Regions from separate parts of the Oryza sativa genome. Here region 1 is linked to region 2. A link is a contact called in public HiCAR-type data. All regions are on one chromosome and are shown on one strand. The core of a region is the stretch at or near the end of the contact, and the rest is flanking DNA. Distances in the headings are between cores, read along the strand shown.

Region 1 (3,464 bases), core at 853-3,352, 69 kb before region 2:
ATGGCAGGCATGCAACCCACTTAATCTCTTATGCTTTCGTGTGCTAGTTGAATGACGAATTGATAAACACTGCTCTGGTCCATATAATTAGATCCCTGAAGTTTCTGATAAATTTTCTTGTTCGTTTCTTCTTTGCTACAGGCTGTTAAATTATTTAGCAATCTCAACACCAGATGCCTTTCAATCGAGAACTCAAACCAAACTCACTCGGCAAAATCTTGTGAAGAATCGAGTGAACCATTTAGTCGCCTCGCTTCCAGCTGCCATCAAATTCAGAGTTCAAACCGCACCCACCCAGTAAGATTCAGTGAACAATCAAGTGAAGCTATTGTGGAGGCTGAAGTTGATGGGTTCACCACCGAATTCGACAACGAGCATTTTGTTTTGCCGTTATGGGAAGGTATGCTAGCCAAGCCTTCAAGCCCCAGCAGGTCCATCGATGCAGTCGTAGTAACAGAGGAAGATCTCGAGGGATACGAAACTTATGCCGATGCTAGCAGTGACACTGTATCAGTGGAAGTGGTAATCCGTCAGAAGCCCATGATTAGGAGGCTATCCTGCTTCCTTGGGTCGTTGAAGCTTACCAGCAATTGCGAACCATCTCCTCCAAGACGTCTTGCGGAGGTTCGTGCCTGCTAGGTAAATGTCCAAATTTTACTGCTTTTTCCACGTTGTTAGTCAGCAGAGTGTAAGTATCGGCATGCATGATGCTCCACAGCTTGAGGGAATGCCCTCCGGAGAAATTTATACTCCTTCATATGTTGTTGTACTAGTGTCTGCGATGTACACGAGAGAGAGAGAGAGAGAGAGAGAGAGAGGAGAGGCGAGTTTTGAGAGCTTGTGATTTCATTTTTCCAGTAATAAAAAGGGGTGATGATTTTCTTGGGTGAATTCGTGTTGTTTGTCGGCTGCTCGTTGTCGGCGCTTGAGTTCTTTTTCCTACCCAGCTTTATCATATGTATGTTTTGGCTTGCTGCTTGTGTCAAACTGTCAACGTTCTTTCATAGCGTTGCCCATAATTCTTTTGGGGGCCTTAAGTCTGAAAACCGTTCGTTCACTGGATATAATTTGACTTTAAATGCCCTCGTCTGTTCACATCGACCATCGAAAGGGAAAAAAACCTGACGAAGGAAAGCACATCCGAATGTACTTTTAACCTCTGCTCCGTATTTACAGTACACAAAACGATCGTTTTTCAAACATCAACAAGAACAACCCTCCTTACTATGACTGCTGCAGATCACGAAACGCCTCGTAATTAAGCTCATTCATTCACAGGCTAATGCGCCTGCGAACAAAATCCCCAAAAATAGAGGTAGGGGAGAAAAGACCTCAAGAACAAAATCTACCGCGCGGCTACGCTACAGAGTCGCTACTACTGATGGTAGCCGTTCTTGTTTACAGGGATCGGGGGAGCCCTGAATCCGCCCGCCCCCATCATGCTCAGATTCGCGCAAGAACTCGACGACTGCGTCTTGGCGATCCCTCCCAGCGCGGCGTAGCTGTTGCACGACTTGATCTTCGACTTGTATGGCTTCTCCTTCTTGCGCAGATCCTCCAGGCACCTCACCTCCGACATGCACGCGAACGACTGGGACTTCCCCTCGTAGTACCTGGACAACCCTTTCCTGCAGATTAACACGGTGTTCTTGGACGGTGAGCACACAGGACAGAAGAGTTGAGATTTCTGGATGGAATCGAGGGTTTCTCGACGGGTACTCACTTGGCTGGGAGCTGCTCCGTCATGGACGACATGTCGTAGATGCTGTCCGAGTTCAACCGCCGCAGCGGCTGCGGCGCGAACCGGCGGTGCTCCATCTGGTCCAACGCCGCCGCCGCCGCCGCGCCGCCCTCCGAGAACTGGTCCTCCCCTTCCCCATCGTCGTCCGACTCGCCGCCGGACACCGACGACGACTCCCCGAACAGCTCGTCGTCCTCCCCCTCCTCGTACATCCCCGCCCGATCTCCCCCGCCGAGCCTGCTGCTGCTCATCTCGTCGGCGAACGCGATCCCCCCAACAGAAAACGGCACGGAAAAGTAGCTGAAAACGCAGCTGCTCCGGTGGCGGTGGCTGTCTCTCGCTGGGCGCTGGCCTTTGCAGCGGCGGTGGTGCGGGGGTGGCGCGTGTTATATACGGGAGGAACGGAATAACGCGCCGCGCACCCAACAACCCGCTCGCTTTCGAACGCGGCACCGGCACGGCGCGCGTCCGTTTGACCAACAAAAAACGCAACGTAGCATGCGGAATTTGCCGCAAAAAAAAAAAGAAAGAAAGAGCGGAGGCAACGGTGCGCGCGTGCGCGATTGCGCGAACGGACGATCCGCCTCGCGTCACGTTTGCCGGCGAGCGTGGCGCGCGGTTACCTAACATGGCACACGGACCGGGAGGTTGCGCATGTGACACTGACAAAGGTGGTCCCACTTACGTGGCCCCCGCACGCCTTAAAGGCGGTGCTGGCCAGGCCAGTGGCCACTCCCACATGGCTTTCCCGGATTCTGTTCCAAGGATGCCCCGTTATGTCTGATCTTATCCTCATCTCGGCTGGTTCGTGGCCGCTGACATGTGGGGCCGACGGTAACAGCTGTCAATAAACTTCTGACTGTTGGTTTATCCAATCGAAGTGGCAGAGACAGCGGCAGAGGACAGGTGGCTATCTGCGGTTCTTCTTGATCTGAAAGGCTCCTTTTCAACTTGCATTGAAAAGGTTTTTCTCCAGCAGTTCATCAGATGCCAACAACGGATCACAGGAAAAGATAAAAACGGCTCCAAAAACTAGCGGCTAATAACGGGGTTAAAGTATTAAACATCCATTTCCCACGGAACTCATCCTCCGGACAAAAGCAAAAGCGGGGGAACAATTTCCGTTGCCATTTCTGAACAAAGCAAAGACATTCTCGCATAAAAAAGGTCGAGGCCGTAGAAAAACTGGGCTGCTAGACCGGGAAAACCTATAGTAGTACGTGACAACGTGCCTGCAAGTTCCCGAAACGAGGACACGCGTCGGGCTTGAATCGGCTACGCGCCAAGTGCGTGTCCCGTGCGGGAACCGGCCAGCGTGACACGTCGCGCGCTAAACCCAACACGTAGACGCAGCGGTGAGACAGATAAAACGAAAATAACTCGGGCGCGCATCGCTGCAGCGGCGCGTCCGGGAACAGGAGCCACGCCGTTCGTCGGCGTGTGTGCGCGACTGCCTGCCTGACTGACCACCACGACGGACGGGCCAGACGACCGCCGGCTTTTCTCGTGCTCGCATGTCGCTCTCCACGACGTCGCCGCGCTGCTGCACAGATGCGGCTGTCTTTGCTCTCATTTTCTTCTGCTATTTTATTTTCTTTCTCTCCCTTGGCTTCTCGAGCCATTCAAGTGTCGTGATCCTTAACGTTAATCTCCGTGCTTTTGGTATCAAATCGAGATTATGCCTTGATCTTTAGCGTAAATCTCCAGCGCTTTTGGTATCAAA
Region 2 (3,364 bases), core at 269-2,768:
TGTGCTGGTAGGTAGTAGGAGTTGTACAGACAGTGGGCATCAGAGTGACATCCTTTATGTGTTTTTCTGAAGCTAGTCTACGCACAAGTCCACAGTCAGCAAAGGCGAGCCGGGCTCTTTGAAATTTTCTTCAGTTTCTGACGTTGCACATGAGACTTCCTGCTCCTTTCCTTCGTGGCCACTCTCACTCATCGCTAGCCACTGGATCACCGAACGTGCGGCTGAGATCGAAGCTGGGATCTCTCTGTGGGAGACGGGTCAATGGGCTGCACAGCTGCATCATCCAGAAGCATTTCCTGTCGCTGCCAGCATTGTCATCGAGCACCTATACGGTGTGCATTTTCAGGTTAAAAAAAAAAACGGAGTATCCAAAGCTATACTCGGTATTCTAGAAGTGAAGAAACCGGATAAACTTTTCACTGTGGTATTTATCCATATATACCGACTATATACTGTATGCACGTGTGGTATTGAGTGCAGTATCTTATGCTCCCTTTCACTTACCGTTTCAGGCCTACGACTAGTCAACGAATGACCACAAAGAGTTTAAAGACAACCCAGAGGCGCCAGAGCCACATCATTATCTAAGACTTTTCTGTTTGACTCAACTTTAGACCAGGGATTTGTGCACGAGTACATCTAGATGTGACACTGACATCGTGGGCCCAACTCACCCTGAACCCGTGACCTCGTGCTGACGACTCACATTCCCGGCCTCAGGTGGATGATCCCCCTGTAAAATCAGTGGAAACAAAAAGCTTATCATCATTTGCTAATTGCTTCCACTTTAAATTTACTTGCCGTGCTTGACCGGTTATAATCTCGACTCTCGTAATAGTTTTCTTTTTCTTTGAAGACTAATAAATAGTGTGATACTAGTTCTAATCGGTTTGAAGATATACTAAAAGAAATGGTTTCAACAGCGACAATACGGCCAGTGGAGCAAAATTAGATGTTTAAATTATTGGTGGCCATGGGTGATAGCAATAAGATCGCGCGATCTGCAACATCTTCCACTCCTCTTTGTCGCAAGTGATCGACACCTCTGTGCTTCCGAATAGTTTGACCATTCATCCGACGGCAGAGTAATGTGCCGGCACATGCTACAGTCCAAGCCAACGGAGCATATTGTCGTACCTTGATCATGAAAAGATCGCAAAACTCCCATAAAGAAACCATGTCACGAGCTGTGCAATTCGTACACGTTGCTCAGCTTAGTCCTTAACTTAACTTAGTAGTAGCTGCATAAACAAACCATCTAGAACATATCCCTTTCAAACAACGCCACCATCTGACCAGCAAAAACCAAACAAAAGATGAGCTAAACCACCAACTGGTGAACTAGTATCAAATTATAAAGGAAAGCATGGCTGAAACTTCCAAGCAAGCAGCACCCAAAAACTAATCCTAAATTCCTAACAAATTCAATCATTTAACCAAACAGGATAATGGAGGAAGAAAAGTCTGCACGTGCCGTTCACACTGCATATAAATGGCCCACCCATGTTTCTCACGGTGGAGTCCGCGATGGCTGCTTGCCTCACCGAGTGAACGCACGCGCTCGCCGGCGGCGACCAAGAAACCACGCGAAGACATGGCATTCCCGAGCGGCAAAGCCTACTACCTCCACCTCCTCCTGCTCGCGATCCTGCCAAGCCTCGTCGCGCGGCGCGGCGCGGCGCAGCAGGGCGGCGTCGACGAGAAGCAGCTCCTGCTCCAGGTCAAGCGCGCGTGGGGGGACCCCGCGGCGCTCGCGTCGTGGACGGACGCGGCGCCGCACTGCCGCTGGGTGTACGTGTCCTGCGACGGCGGCGGCACCGGCCGCGTCACGTCGCTGTCCCTCCCCAACGTCGCGGTCGCCGGCGCCGTCCCCGACGCCATCGGCGGGCTGACGGCGCTCACGGTGCTCAACCTCCAGAACACCAGCGTCGGCGGCGTGTTCCCGGCGTTCCTCTACAACCTCACCGCGATCACCTCCATCGACCTCTCGATGAACAGTATCGGCGGCGAGCTCCCCGCCGACATTGACCGGCTCGGCAAGAACCTGACCTACCTCGCCTTGAACAACAACAACTTCACCGGCGTGATACCGGCGGCGGTGTCGAAGCTCAAGAACCTGAAGGTGTTTACCCTCAACTGCAACCAGCTCACCGGCACGATCCCGGCGGCGCTCGGCGAGCTCACTAGCCTCGAGACGCTCAAGCTCGAGGTGAATCAGTTCACCCCCGGCGAGCTGCCGGGATCGTTCAAGAACTTGACGAGCCTGAAGACGGTCTGGCTGGCGCAGTGCAACCTCACCGGCGATTTCCCCAGCTACGTCACAGAGATGATGGAGATGGAGTATCTCGACCTGTCCCAGAATTCATTCACCGGAAGCATACCTCCTGGGATTTGGAACATTCCAAAGCTGCAGTACTTGTTCCTGTACACCAACCAGCTCACCGGCGACGTCGTCGTCAATGGCAAGATTGGAGCAGCGAGCTTAATTTATCTCGACATATCTGAGAACCAGCTGACTGGAACGATCCCAGAGAGCTTTGGAAGTTTGATGAACCTAACTAACTTAGCCTTGATGACGAACAACTTCTCCGGCGAGATACCGGCGAGCCTTGCTCAGCTTCCATCGCTGGTGATAATGAAGCTGTTCGAGAACAATCTCACCGGTCAGATTCCGGCGGAGCTCGGGAAGCACTCGCCATTTCTGAGAGACATCGAGGTCGACAACAACGACCTCACCGGGCCAATACCGGAGGGGGTCTGCGACAACCGCCGGTTGTGGATCATCTCCGCCGCCGGCAACCGGTTGAACGGCTCAATTCCGGCGAGTCTTGCCACTTGCCCGGCGCTGCTGAGTCTCCAGCTCCAGGACAACGAGCTTTCCGGCGAGGTGCCGGCGGCGCTGTGGACGGAGACGAGGCTGATCACCGTGCTCCTGCAGAACAATGGACACCTCACCGGAAGCCTGCCGGAGAAGCTGTATTGGAATCTGACGAGGCTTTACATCCACAACAACCGTTTCAGTGGCCGGCTTCCGGCGACGGCCACCAAGCTCCAGAAGTTCAACGCCGAGAACAACTTGTTCTCCGGCGAGATACCTGACGGGTTCGCCGCCGGGATGCCATTGCTGCAGGAGCTGGACCTGTCAAGGAATCAGCTCTCCGGGGCCATCCCGGTGAGCATCGCGTCGCTCAGTGGCTTGTCGCAGATGAACTTCAGCAGGAACCAGTTCACCGGCGATATTCCGGCGGGATTGGGCTCCATGCCGGTGCTCACCCTGCTCGACCTTTCGTCGAACAAGCTCTCCGGCGGTATTCCGACGTCGCTGGGATCGCTGAAGATTAACCAGCTTAACCTGTCGTCAAAT

What was found. HiCAR-type assays count read pairs that join an accessible place to other places.
Region 1: a contact with region 2 is called in a HiCAR-type map of leaf, with 2.1 times the contacts expected there. The contact joins the promoter of LOC4339366 here to the promoter of LOC107276549 in region 2. A contact is called at or near these places in 1 of 15 Hi-C or Micro-C datasets (an unstated tissue) and 1 of 4 datasets of contacts at active chromatin or transcription factors (leaf).

What each region holds. Positions count from the first base shown.
Region 1 is chr5:26,211,427-26,214,890 of ASM3414082v1, reverse strand. LOC4339366 (protein OXIDATIVE STRESS 3 LIKE 4) reads right to left here and starts at 2,102. Exons shown (of 2, transcript XM_015785070.3): 1 at 1,724-2,102; 2 at 1,123-1,628. The coding sequence starts at 1,992. The coding sequence ends at 1,376. LOC4339367 (phosphatidylglycerophosphate phosphatase PTPMT2) reads left to right here. Exons shown (of 6, transcript XM_015785069.3): 5 at 1-7; 6 at 142-891. The coding sequence ends at 639.
Region 2 is chr5:26,141,879-26,145,242 of ASM3414082v1, reverse strand. It overlaps LOC107276549 (receptor-like protein kinase HSL1), which reads left to right and starts at 1,518. Exons shown (of 2, transcript NM_001420748.1): 1 at 1,518-3,364. The coding sequence starts at 1,595.